2 separate regions of the Sus scrofa genome follow, and region 1 is linked to region 2. The links are chromatin contacts, called in public HiChIP or PLAC-seq maps. All regions are on one chromosome and are shown on one strand. Each heading gives the region's core, a stretch centred on a gene start, on an enhancer-like site or on the middle of the called end of the contact. The rest is flanking DNA. Distances are from core to core; before and after follow the strand shown. Region 1 has its middle 29 kb from the start of IL20RA. Region 2 has its middle 47 kb from the start of IFNGR1.

Region 1 (5,510 bases), core at 2,206-4,705, 120 kb before region 2:
ACACTTAACTGATAAGTAGAAACATATTTCAGACAGGTTGAACTGTCCCTATTTGAATTTGAAAAATTGGGGTGTGTTGGGGGGGGGTTTCCTAGCTCATACTCCAGAATGAAGGTGGAGTGTTTCTGAGGCAGAGAAATTGAGGGGAATGGGTTTTAATTTTGACATCCAAATTTAGAACTCTACCAAGTGTGTTCAAATAGAAATCTTTTTTTTTTTTATTTTTTTTTATTAAAATGCTCTAAAGTCTTGGTCACGGAGTGCTCCAGGTTAATAAACTGTTAAACAGCATTTGCAAATAATGAGACACTGACTCAGCATTCATTAATAAGAGAAACCAAATGGAGCTTATGATTTCCTCAGTCCTAGAATGTCCTCATGTCAATCCATTCTTCCTCATTGTTAGATTGGATCTCATGGTTGGTTCAAAAGTGGGATTTCTTTTTATTTATTTATGATTTATTTAAAAATTATCAGGAACTATATCTAGTCACTTTTTTTTTTTTTTGTCTTTTTGCCTTTTCTAGGGCCGCTCCTGCAGCATGTGGAGGTTCCCAGGCTAGGGGTCCAATCGGAGCTGTAGCCACTGGCCTACGCCAGAGCCACAGCAACGCGGGATCCGAGCCACGTCTGCAACCTACACCACAGATCACGGCAACGCCGGATCGTTAACCCACTGAGCAAGGGCAGGGACCGAACCCGCAACCTCATGGTTCCTAGTCGGATTCGTTAACCACTGCGCCACGACGGGAACTCCCATATCTAGTCACTTATGATGGAGCATGATGGAGGATAATGTCAACAAAAAATGTATATATGTATGTGTGACAGGGCTACCTTGCTGTGCAGTAGAAAATTGACAGAACAGTGTAAACCAGCTATAAAAGAAAAAAAAATCATTAAAAAATTATCTATCATTAGAATGTCATGATGATTACATGATGATTATAACATTGATTTTTAAGATGTAAAGAAAGTCAGGCATTTATTCAACAATTATGGATCATTATGTATCTCATACACAATGTTCTCTTCATGAGTCTTCATGTTGTCTAGAGGTCTAGTAGAATTCATTCTGAAAAAAATGTTTGGAAAAATTAATAATAATTCAAAAAGTGTCAAAATTCTTGTATCATATTCTTAAAGCAGTATGGACTTACTCAAGAGGATGAAGAATACCAGCTTAAAATTGGGCCATGCCTTCCATGTCCTGGACCAGTAAAATGTCAGAACACACTTACAGGAGCTGATTATCCTCATCTCTTCCCAGCTTCAAGTTTAGTGGTGTCAACTTCAAAGTGGCCATGAGAGAAATAATTGCACCATAGAAATTGGCAAGATCTACAAATTGGGGCCTTTTCTCCCCAGCAAGCTGGTTTTGAGGCCTTTACCTATATACTACTGAATGCATGTCATTTGATGTCTGAAGTCATTTATAACCCAAACTGTAATTCTAGTAATAAAGACAGTTGGGTTTTGAAATTTCATAGAAGTGAATTTTGGACATGATAAATGTTCTTAGAACCCAAAGCCCAGCCCCACTCCCAGGGTTTTTTTTTTTTTTTTTTTTTTTTTTTTTTTTTTATTCTGGCTTCACCACTAAGGAGCTATGACACAACTGTACCATTTTCCTAGAGCTGCTGAACAAAGCTCCACAAACTGGGTTGGCCTAGAACAACAGAAAGGTATCATCTCACAGTTCTGGAGGCTGTACATCCAAAATCAAGGGTTGACAGGGTTTGTTTCTTCTGAAGCCTGTGAGGGCAGATTGGTTGCAGGCCTCTCCTCTGGCTGCTGGTGGTTTGCTGGCCAGTTTGGCGTTCTTCGGCTTGTGGCAGCAGGACTCCCATCTTTACATGGCATCTCCCTATGCATGTGGCTGTCTCTTCACATGGCATTCTTTTTATAAGAATCCAGTTGTATTGCAGTTGGAGCTCACCTTCCTGCAACATGACCTTATCTTAATTACATCTTCGGTGACCTTGTTTCTCACATTCAGAGGCTCTGGGTATCAGGACTTCAACACATGAATTTTTAGGAGACATAATTCAACTCATAACAACAACTTATTTAACTTCCCAGTGCCTTAGTTTTGTTACTCTTGAAACAAAGATATTAATAATACCTACATTGTGGGGTTGGCATAAAGATTTAATCATTAGAGCACGTGAAGCCTTTTGAGACGTCTCGTCCCCAGCACACAGTGAGTTGTTGCTAAATGTCAGTTGTCACTGTCACTATTGTTCTCTCCTACTACATGTGCAGAGCCCCGCCTGGAAAGATTTTCTGTTCTGTGTTTCCAAACCCACATTTCCTCCCATCCAGCCACCACCCAAAGTTTTTACCACACACATAAAGATAATACAGAATGTGCTAGGTATGAAAGTCCCAAAGAGGTGAAATTCCTGTGGGAAAAATAGTTATCAGAGCCTTAATGGAGATGTTAGCAGACCTTGAAGATGGGGAGGAAGATTTGAATCCTTTTTTCAAAATCTCTTTTTATGCATCGGAGGGGTTCAAATAACTCATCTCTGAACTTCAACTTCTCATCTGTAAAATGAAGTTAACACAATTATTGCAGTGACCAAATGAGACAGTGTAGGTAAAGTGCTCATCAGATGGCTCAGCTAGAAAAGGTGTGCCATGAATGCAAACAAATGCAGTAGAAGTGCTGTGGGCAGAAATGGACAAATTCTCAGGCTGAGGACTGTGCTTTTGGGCAGAGCAAATCTGGGATTATTATCTCAGTAATTCCACATTCTAGTATAATGTACAGTGACAACTGGTTCCCCAATGATGACACAGGAGCACAGGGACCATGTTATTCAGGGGAACTCTGCAGCGGTTGCTGTTTGGCCCTCAGCAGCTGGGTTGAAGTTGAAGATGGCACTTTGAAATGCGGCCACAGGGGGTCAGTAGTGTGCTGCCGGGCCACTGAGAGGCAAAAACCTGAACCCCTCTGCATATCTTTAAGCCATAAATTTCCTATTCCAAACTAGGAGAAACTTATTCCTCCCATATTTTCAGATAAGTTGACAGATCAGCGTGAAGAAGGTTAGGTCTTCAGCTTCTGAAATAGAATAGGCTCTAACTGCTTCTTAAAGATTCACGAACTATATATGATACGAGTGTGTTTGAAGAAAAGGTGTTTTTATTTAACCTATGATTTGGCCAAGGGTAATGTCACCTATAACACATTTAGATCAGCCCTTTTCAAAGAAAATACACTCAAACATGCCTCTCATTCAAATTAGATTCTACACAATTTCACAGATCTTTGATTTTGGGGATGGTACTTCAGTACCCTGGATCTCATCCTTATGGACAACTGGTCTGAACTTCAATTTCTCATCTTTAAAACAGGGATGTTGCATTTGTCATAGTTAAATGAGAGTGTAGGTGAGGTGCTGATCAGAAAGCCCTACCCAGTGTCTTTCTTATTTGGGGAGGATCCAAAAATGGTTGGGAGACTGGGATTGCCCTACCCCAGTGGAAGCCAGAGGGAGGCAGATCCTTTTTCTTTTTGTGTTTGTTTGTTTTTTCTTTTTTTGGCCCTGTGGCATATGGAGTTCCCCCGGCCAGGGATCAGATCTGAGCCACAGTTGCTACCTCTGCTGCAGCTGCCTTTAATCCACTGTGCCGGGCTCGGGATTGAACCTGCATCCAGGAGCTGCAGAGACATAGCAGATTCCATTATGCCACAGAGGGATCTCCAGATCCCTTCTCTACTCTTGACCACTGGCTGCTAGAGCATGGGTGGGTGGCCAGTCTGGTGGTCCCACTGGGGCTGGGCTTAGGGCCACTTAAATATTATTTGTGATGGCAGCCGTGAGGCTGGTGGCATGGCAGGGTGTGCCCAGGATGAGCAGAGTTCAGCGGGACGTCTGCTGGGCTTTGCTGACCTTATTTTTGGCCTAAACACAGTTCTCCCAAACAATTCCAGGAACTAATTTGTATCCTTGGAGCAAATTCCTGTTGACTTTAAATTAGCCAGAAATCATCTGTCGTTGCTAGTGGCAGAAACACTGAAGTGTGCAAGCTTCAACCTTAAATTTTATAGTAAATATGCAAATTTACTAGTTCAAGAAGGATTCTGGCTGGTGGATTGTTGAGTTTCTCCTGAGTTTTATTCCACAAAAAATCGATGATTGTGAAAAGAACGCTGGATAAATCAAAAGGAGGCTGGTTTCTGGATATTCCAGTATAAATAAATTCCTTGGCACAGAAAGCTGGGTTTCAACCAGACTGCAGTTTGGGGCCAAGAAGATTGTCTGAGGGTGGCTGTGGGCACTCACCCACCTGGGCTGCCTGGATGAGATAGCTGGGTCCTGGCTTATCTTTCTTCCAGCTCACAAGGCTGCACCCAAGCTCTCTTTCCCATGGGGCCAGCTGCTTCTTCTCTGATTCCCCACCCCCACCAGACCTCCAAGAAACTTGAAGGGAAATACCTCTGAAACCATTAGCATGAGGGCAGCAGAAACACTGGGAATGTTTGTGTGTGTGGTTGACACGCTTCAATGTTAAAACACAGATTCCTAAGCATAAATCACATAGCAATACCACGTGACCACTAGCCATTGTAGGATTTTTCCCTTTAGATGATCTTGAAGGTCATATGCTCAGTTTCTAAAGTCAAGTTTCACTTAGTTTTGAAATGTTCATTGTGATTTGAAACCAGTATCTTAGAAACAAATGAGCAAAGTGAAACAAACTCCAAACCACTGTTGTTTATTTCCCCAAACTGCTCTTATCACACTCGCTAGGACGCTTTTCTCGACAGAGAACTCCCATTTCCTTCCTCTCTCTCCCTCGCTCTCTTTCTCTCCACATGGCAAATGTGTAATGCCTGGTTCTAAAGCACCCTGAACTTGGAAAGGTGAATTTTTTCCTCTTGCTCTTCCCTGCTGCCCGCCCTCTCTGCCCTTGCCTTGGGAACAAAGAGGTCAGAAGAGTTGACCTTATAAATGTCTGATGAAAATAGGTTTGCTCTCACGTAATATGGAAAGACGTTTGTATCATCTATATTCTAGGTTGATGATAAGCCGTCTTATACAATTGGTTGATTATGCTGGGGTTCAACTGTCTATTGTGCTGGAAAAGTGGAGTTGGGGGAGGTCCAAGGTAAAGAGATTGGTGGTAAGGGGCGGCTCAACTTAGAGCTTTTACTAGCAGTGAAATCTGAAGCCTTGACAAATCCCTGCAGTGCCCAGGTCCATAAAACAAATTAATGTTTCTTGCATCGTCAATATTTAAAAGCCACTTGGCGCACCATGTTAAGACACCTACGTTTTGAAGCATGTAAGGAAACAGCTGTGATCACATTTATAGTGTCCCGTTCAATAATATGCTTTCAATTCAAGGTGCGTCACTTCAAGTTGGCAATGGTTACAGACACATTTGCATTGGAGTACCTAAAAAAAGTTAAAATGAGATGAATTCTTGGAAACTCAAGAATTCACCTCCCTTTACTTAAAAACCTCTCTTTGAATGCAATGTTTTTGCATGGTGTT
Region 2 (4,835 bases), core at 2,018-4,517:
ATCAAACTTGCATCTTTGTGGATACTAATTGGGTTTGTTAACCACTGAGCCATGATGGAACCTCCTAGATTTTTTATTTTGTTTTGTTTTTACTAGTGTTATTATTTTTTATTTTATGGCTGCACTCATGGCTTATGACATTCCTGGGCCAGCAGAATCTGAGCTGCAGCTGAGATCTGCCTTTGGCAACACCAGATCCTCTAACCCACTGTGCTGGGCGGGGATCGAACCTGCACCTGCACCGTGACCCAAGCCACTGCAGTCAAATTCTTAACCCACTGTGCCATGGCAGGAACCTTAGAAATCTGTATTTGGATGAATTTTAAAAAGAAAGAGTAGGAGTTCCCTTTGTGGCACAGCAGAAACGAATCCAACTAGGAACCATGAGGTTGGGGGTTTGATCCCTGGCCCCGCTCAGTGGGTTGAGGATCCAGCATTGCTGTGAGCTGTGGCATAGGTCAGCAGCTGTAGCTCCAATTAGACCCCCTAACCTGGAAATCTCCATATGCCATTGGTGCAGCCCTGAAAAGACAAAAGACAAAAGCAAACAAACAAATGACAACAAAAAACCCCACAAAAACAAAGATTACATAGCTTTAATAATAATAATAATAATAATGATAATGATAAGGATATGGAATTTCGTCTAGTATCCAAGTGAATACATTTTTAGACTTGAATCTGGCTCTTGTCATTTGCAAGCATTGTGACCTGGGTAAGTTAATTACTTAACCTCTCCGAATATTTGATTTTTCATCAATAAAATGTGTAGCAACTTGCACATCACAGGACTGTTGTAAAGATTAAATTCAATAGTGCATACAAAGTCCTCCTCAGATCCTAGTTCTTAAGAAGCAGTAACTGATAGATATAATTATGCAGAGACTAGCTTCAGTGATGCATATTTATTGGTACCTCCTTGGTCAATCGTTTGAATCCAGTGTACTTGGCTGAGCTTCAGCACAGATATCTAACTGCTGATGGGACGCTCTGCTACACAGGCACCTCTATGATTCAGAGGGTCCACAGCCAGCTTTTCCTATTTCAGTGGCATCCCCTCCCCGCCCCCCAACAGAAAACCTTTGCCTTGCCCTCCCTAAGCAAACTGATAAGCAAGTGCTGGGGCTCTTGCTCGCACTATGCCTCATTAACATCTCTCCTGTGTGACTACTTGCCTTCATCTATTGTGAATTCCACCATCACTGACACTGCGTCCTCATCTTACCACGTAGCCTTCTCTTGGGCGGTGACTGTCAGCTTGCCCTTCCTAAGCTGCAATTCTAATAGGGGTGCTTCCATGCTTAAACCCCTTTAAATTAGGAGGCTGGGTGTGTAACATATACACACTACTATATACAAAATAGATAAATAACGAGGACCTACTGTATAGACCCCTTTAAGTTAGAAGGTTGGGATTTACATATATACACCACTCTATGTAAAATAGATAAATAGCAAGGACCTACTATACAGAACAGGGAAATCTACTCGATACTCTGTGATAACGTGTATGAGAAAAGAATCTGAAAAAGAATGGATGTATGGGAGTTCCCATCATAGCTCAATGGTTAATGAATCCAACTGGGAACCTTGAGGTTGCAGGTTCTATTCCTGGCTTTGATCAGTAGGTAAAGGATCCGGCGTTGCTGTGAGCTATGGTGTAGGTTGCTGCTGTGAGCTATGGTGTAGGTTGCAGACACAGCTTGGATCCTGAGTTGCTGTGGCTCTGTCATAGGCCGGCAGCTACAGCTCTGATTAGACCCCTAGCCTGGGAACCTCCATATGCCACGTGTGCAGCCCTAGAAAAGATAAAAAGACAAAAAAAAATGCATATATGTATATGCATAACTGATTCACTTTGCTGTGCACCTGAAACTAATACAACATCGTAAGTCAACTATACCCCAATAAAGTTAAAAAAAAAAACAAAAAACCTTTAGGGGCCCTGATTATAGCAGGGAATACATGGCTTCTCAAAGATTTGACCTTCAGCTTCCTTCTAGGCGCTCTCTCCTCGCTTCCCTCCCTCCTTCACCTACACTCTGCCCCGGAAGGCTGAAGGACTGAATTAGCCACACCCAGAACCATGCTTCAGGCTAACGCTCATCGCCAGCAGTGCCACCCTCCTCCGTGTGTTCCTGGAGACACCCCGACCCCACCTTCTTCACCTGGCAGACATCTCCTTTTCCTTCAAGACAGGCTTTAATCATCACCTCCTGAGAAGTTTAGAAACTTTTCCCAAGTTAAAGTGCAAAGACACTGCTAACACTTCTCAGCTCCATCTCCACTGCTAGACTGTGGCCAGGCTTTTCCTCCCAGCATCCAAAGGAATGGTTCCCGGGATAAAAGATATTAGTTAGACAAATGCCTTTACCAAAACACAACAACATCATAGAAAATTATTCGATTCATATTGAAACTCTGACTAGGAAATAGATGGTAAATATTTATAGTTTCTCTGACTAGAAGCTTCTCCATTGCCTGCACAGGTAGAGTTATAACATAACTTACTCCATTTACACTGTACAAAATAAAATTTCCACTGTGCTTGTGGAAGCTCTACAGTGTTTTTATAGGCCACGCGGTACATATTTTTCTAATTCATGCAACAGGCTAAATACTTGTGCACTTTTAGAAAGTATTTGTTCATTTTCTCGGCTCTCAAAGAGGTTAAAGTCTAGACTAGGTGTTAGAGCTGGGTGATTGCCTTGCAAAAGAAGTTCTCGTCCTGCCTGTACTGTGATCACCAGCTCCAGGGGTCTGGTGAAACCCCCTCACACCTGACCGTGATTCTCAGACTAAACCCAGAGCCCAGGACATGTCCTCTCTGTGTGGGGTCCCGTGATGATGTCCTCATTGTGTGGCAATGGGGCTTCCTTCCCACATTGGACTCCAGGATCCCAGGGCTGACAAATCCCCTAGTTAAATGTACCTTTTTTTTTTTTTTTTTCTTCTTTTCTGTATTAATGCTTTTTTTTTTTTTTTTTTTTTTTTTTGGCCATGCCTGTAGCATGCAAAGATTCCCAGGTCAGGGACCCTTCCCTTCTTAACTCCACTGTATCCATGTCCTTTTGATGTTCTAACAAATGACTACAAACACAACAGCTGAAAACAGCACAAACGTATTTTCTCATAGTTCTGGAGGTCAGAAGTCTGAAATGGGTTTCAGTGGAAGAAAAGCCAGGGGCAGGCAGCCTATGTTCCTATCTGGAGGCTCTGGGGGAGAGTCTGTTTTCTCGTATTTCCAGCTTCTAAAGGCCACACACATTCCTTGGCTCATGGCCATCTTCCGCCACGTCAGTGCCAGCGACTGCAGATTGAAGCCTTCTCACATTGCATTATTCTGAACGTCTCTTCTGCCTCCTTCTTCCAGTTTGAAGGGTTACATTGTGATGCCATTGGCCAACCTGAATAAGGCTTAACAATCTTGCAAGATTCTGAGTGATGGGATGGGGACCTCCTTGCGGGAGCAGTGGTCATTATCTGCCTACAACAGTCACCACTTCCATGGTGATTATCATTTTCACGCAAATGTATATAGTAACCTGATTAGTCTCCATCCTTTATGAATGTAATGAGTATTTATTGATTGCTTTGATTATGAAAATGAGTTAAAATATCTCTGCTCCCAGTCTGATTACAATATACACGGCCAAGCAAATAATTATAAAACCGTGAGAAGAGGGCTGGATCTCTTCACTATTTTCCACCAGCCCTGGCAGGAGCTTAAAAGGATTTCTGCAGATAAAATGTTCAGAGAAGAAAGAAGCCAATGCTCAAGCCACGTCCCTGAATGAGATAGGAGATTGGAACATTAGGGGAAGGTTCCCAAAGGCAGGCTTCTCCAGACAGACTCTTGAAAAACGTGCGGAATTTACCAGATAGAGAACAGAGAGAAAATGATGCTTAACAGAGAGGATAGAGAAATCTCTAGACTGTGAGAAAGCGGGTGGGGTTCGGGGAACTGCAGGTACTTTGGGATCTCCAGAGCAGCGCTGTCCAATAAATCTTACTGCAGAGGTGGAAATATTCTGCATCTGGTGATGCCCATCGGAGCTGCCACTGGACACCTGTGGCTCTGGAGCACTTGAGACAGAGGGACTGGGTTTTTAATTTAATTATTTAATTTAATTGAAATCTAAAGAATGTGCATGTGACTAGTGACTGCCCCACTGTCAGCACAGCTGCAGAGCTCAGAGGGTCTCTAGGGAATGACGAGAGGGGATGGAGTTGGGGCAGTGAGTGGAGGTTAGATTACAGGTGGCCTTTCTTGCTATGCAGGGAAGTATGATTTTAGCTTTTAGAGATGGGGTTTTCAAACAGAGTTCCATGGATACTGCTGGTTCTGTGGATGTGGTTGCTCAGAACGGCTGCCAGGGCTGTCGGGAAAGCTGGGGGAGACCCCAGGAAGGCTGAGTGGGTGCGTGGAGGTCTGTTCCCCCTCCTCCCATTAACCCATCTCACGAGTCTCCTTCAGCTGAGCAGCTCCAGTTTTATCATTTTGTTATGTGGGGGTTTTGTACGATATTATGGGGGGAAATGACTGCTTTAGGGAACGACGAGAAACAGGATGACAGATTTGCATTTCTGATAAATCCCTCGATCTAGAGGTTAGATTTTGATGGTAAAGAAGGTACTGGAGGCAGAGAGAGGGGTTGGAAGTTGATCTTGATAGTCTGGACAAGAGAAGGTGCTGCCTAAACTGAGCAGTTGCAGACCAGTGGAGCATCAGGGCAGATTTAAAGGGGACTCAGGCGGGAGATTAGCCAGGCTTTGGTGAGCAGTCACATGCTGGGAATAAGAAAGAAGAAAGAATCTCTGATCACTGCATGGTT

What was found. HiChIP or PLAC-seq counts read pairs in DNA pulled down with a chosen protein or histone mark.
Region 1: an H3K27ac HiChIP or PLAC-seq map of skeletal muscle shows a contact between it and region 2, with 4 times the contacts expected there. The contact joins two enhancer-like sites. A contact is called at or near these places in 7 of 47 Hi-C or Micro-C datasets (alveolar macrophages, embryonic fibroblasts, heart right ventricle and 3 more) and 2 of 2 datasets of contacts at active chromatin or transcription factors (alveolar macrophages and skeletal muscle).

The regions. Positions count from the first base shown.
Region 1 is chr1:27,105,881-27,111,390 of Sscrofa11.1, reverse strand. No RefSeq gene overlaps it. Among named protein-coding and RNA genes, the nearest start is that of IL20RA, 29 kb to the left of the region's middle. Within about 2 kb of position 3,455, at least 24 of the 83 cell types and tissues checked have an H3K27ac peak or open chromatin away from gene starts, as enhancers often do. A contact at or near this core is called in skeletal muscle, where this site is marked.
Region 2 is chr1:26,987,538-26,992,372 of Sscrofa11.1, reverse strand. No RefSeq gene overlaps it. Among named protein-coding and RNA genes, the nearest start is that of IFNGR1, 47 kb to the left of the region's middle. Within about 2 kb of position 3,267, at least 18 of the 83 cell types and tissues checked have an H3K27ac peak or open chromatin away from gene starts, as enhancers often do. A contact at or near this core is called in skeletal muscle, where this site is marked.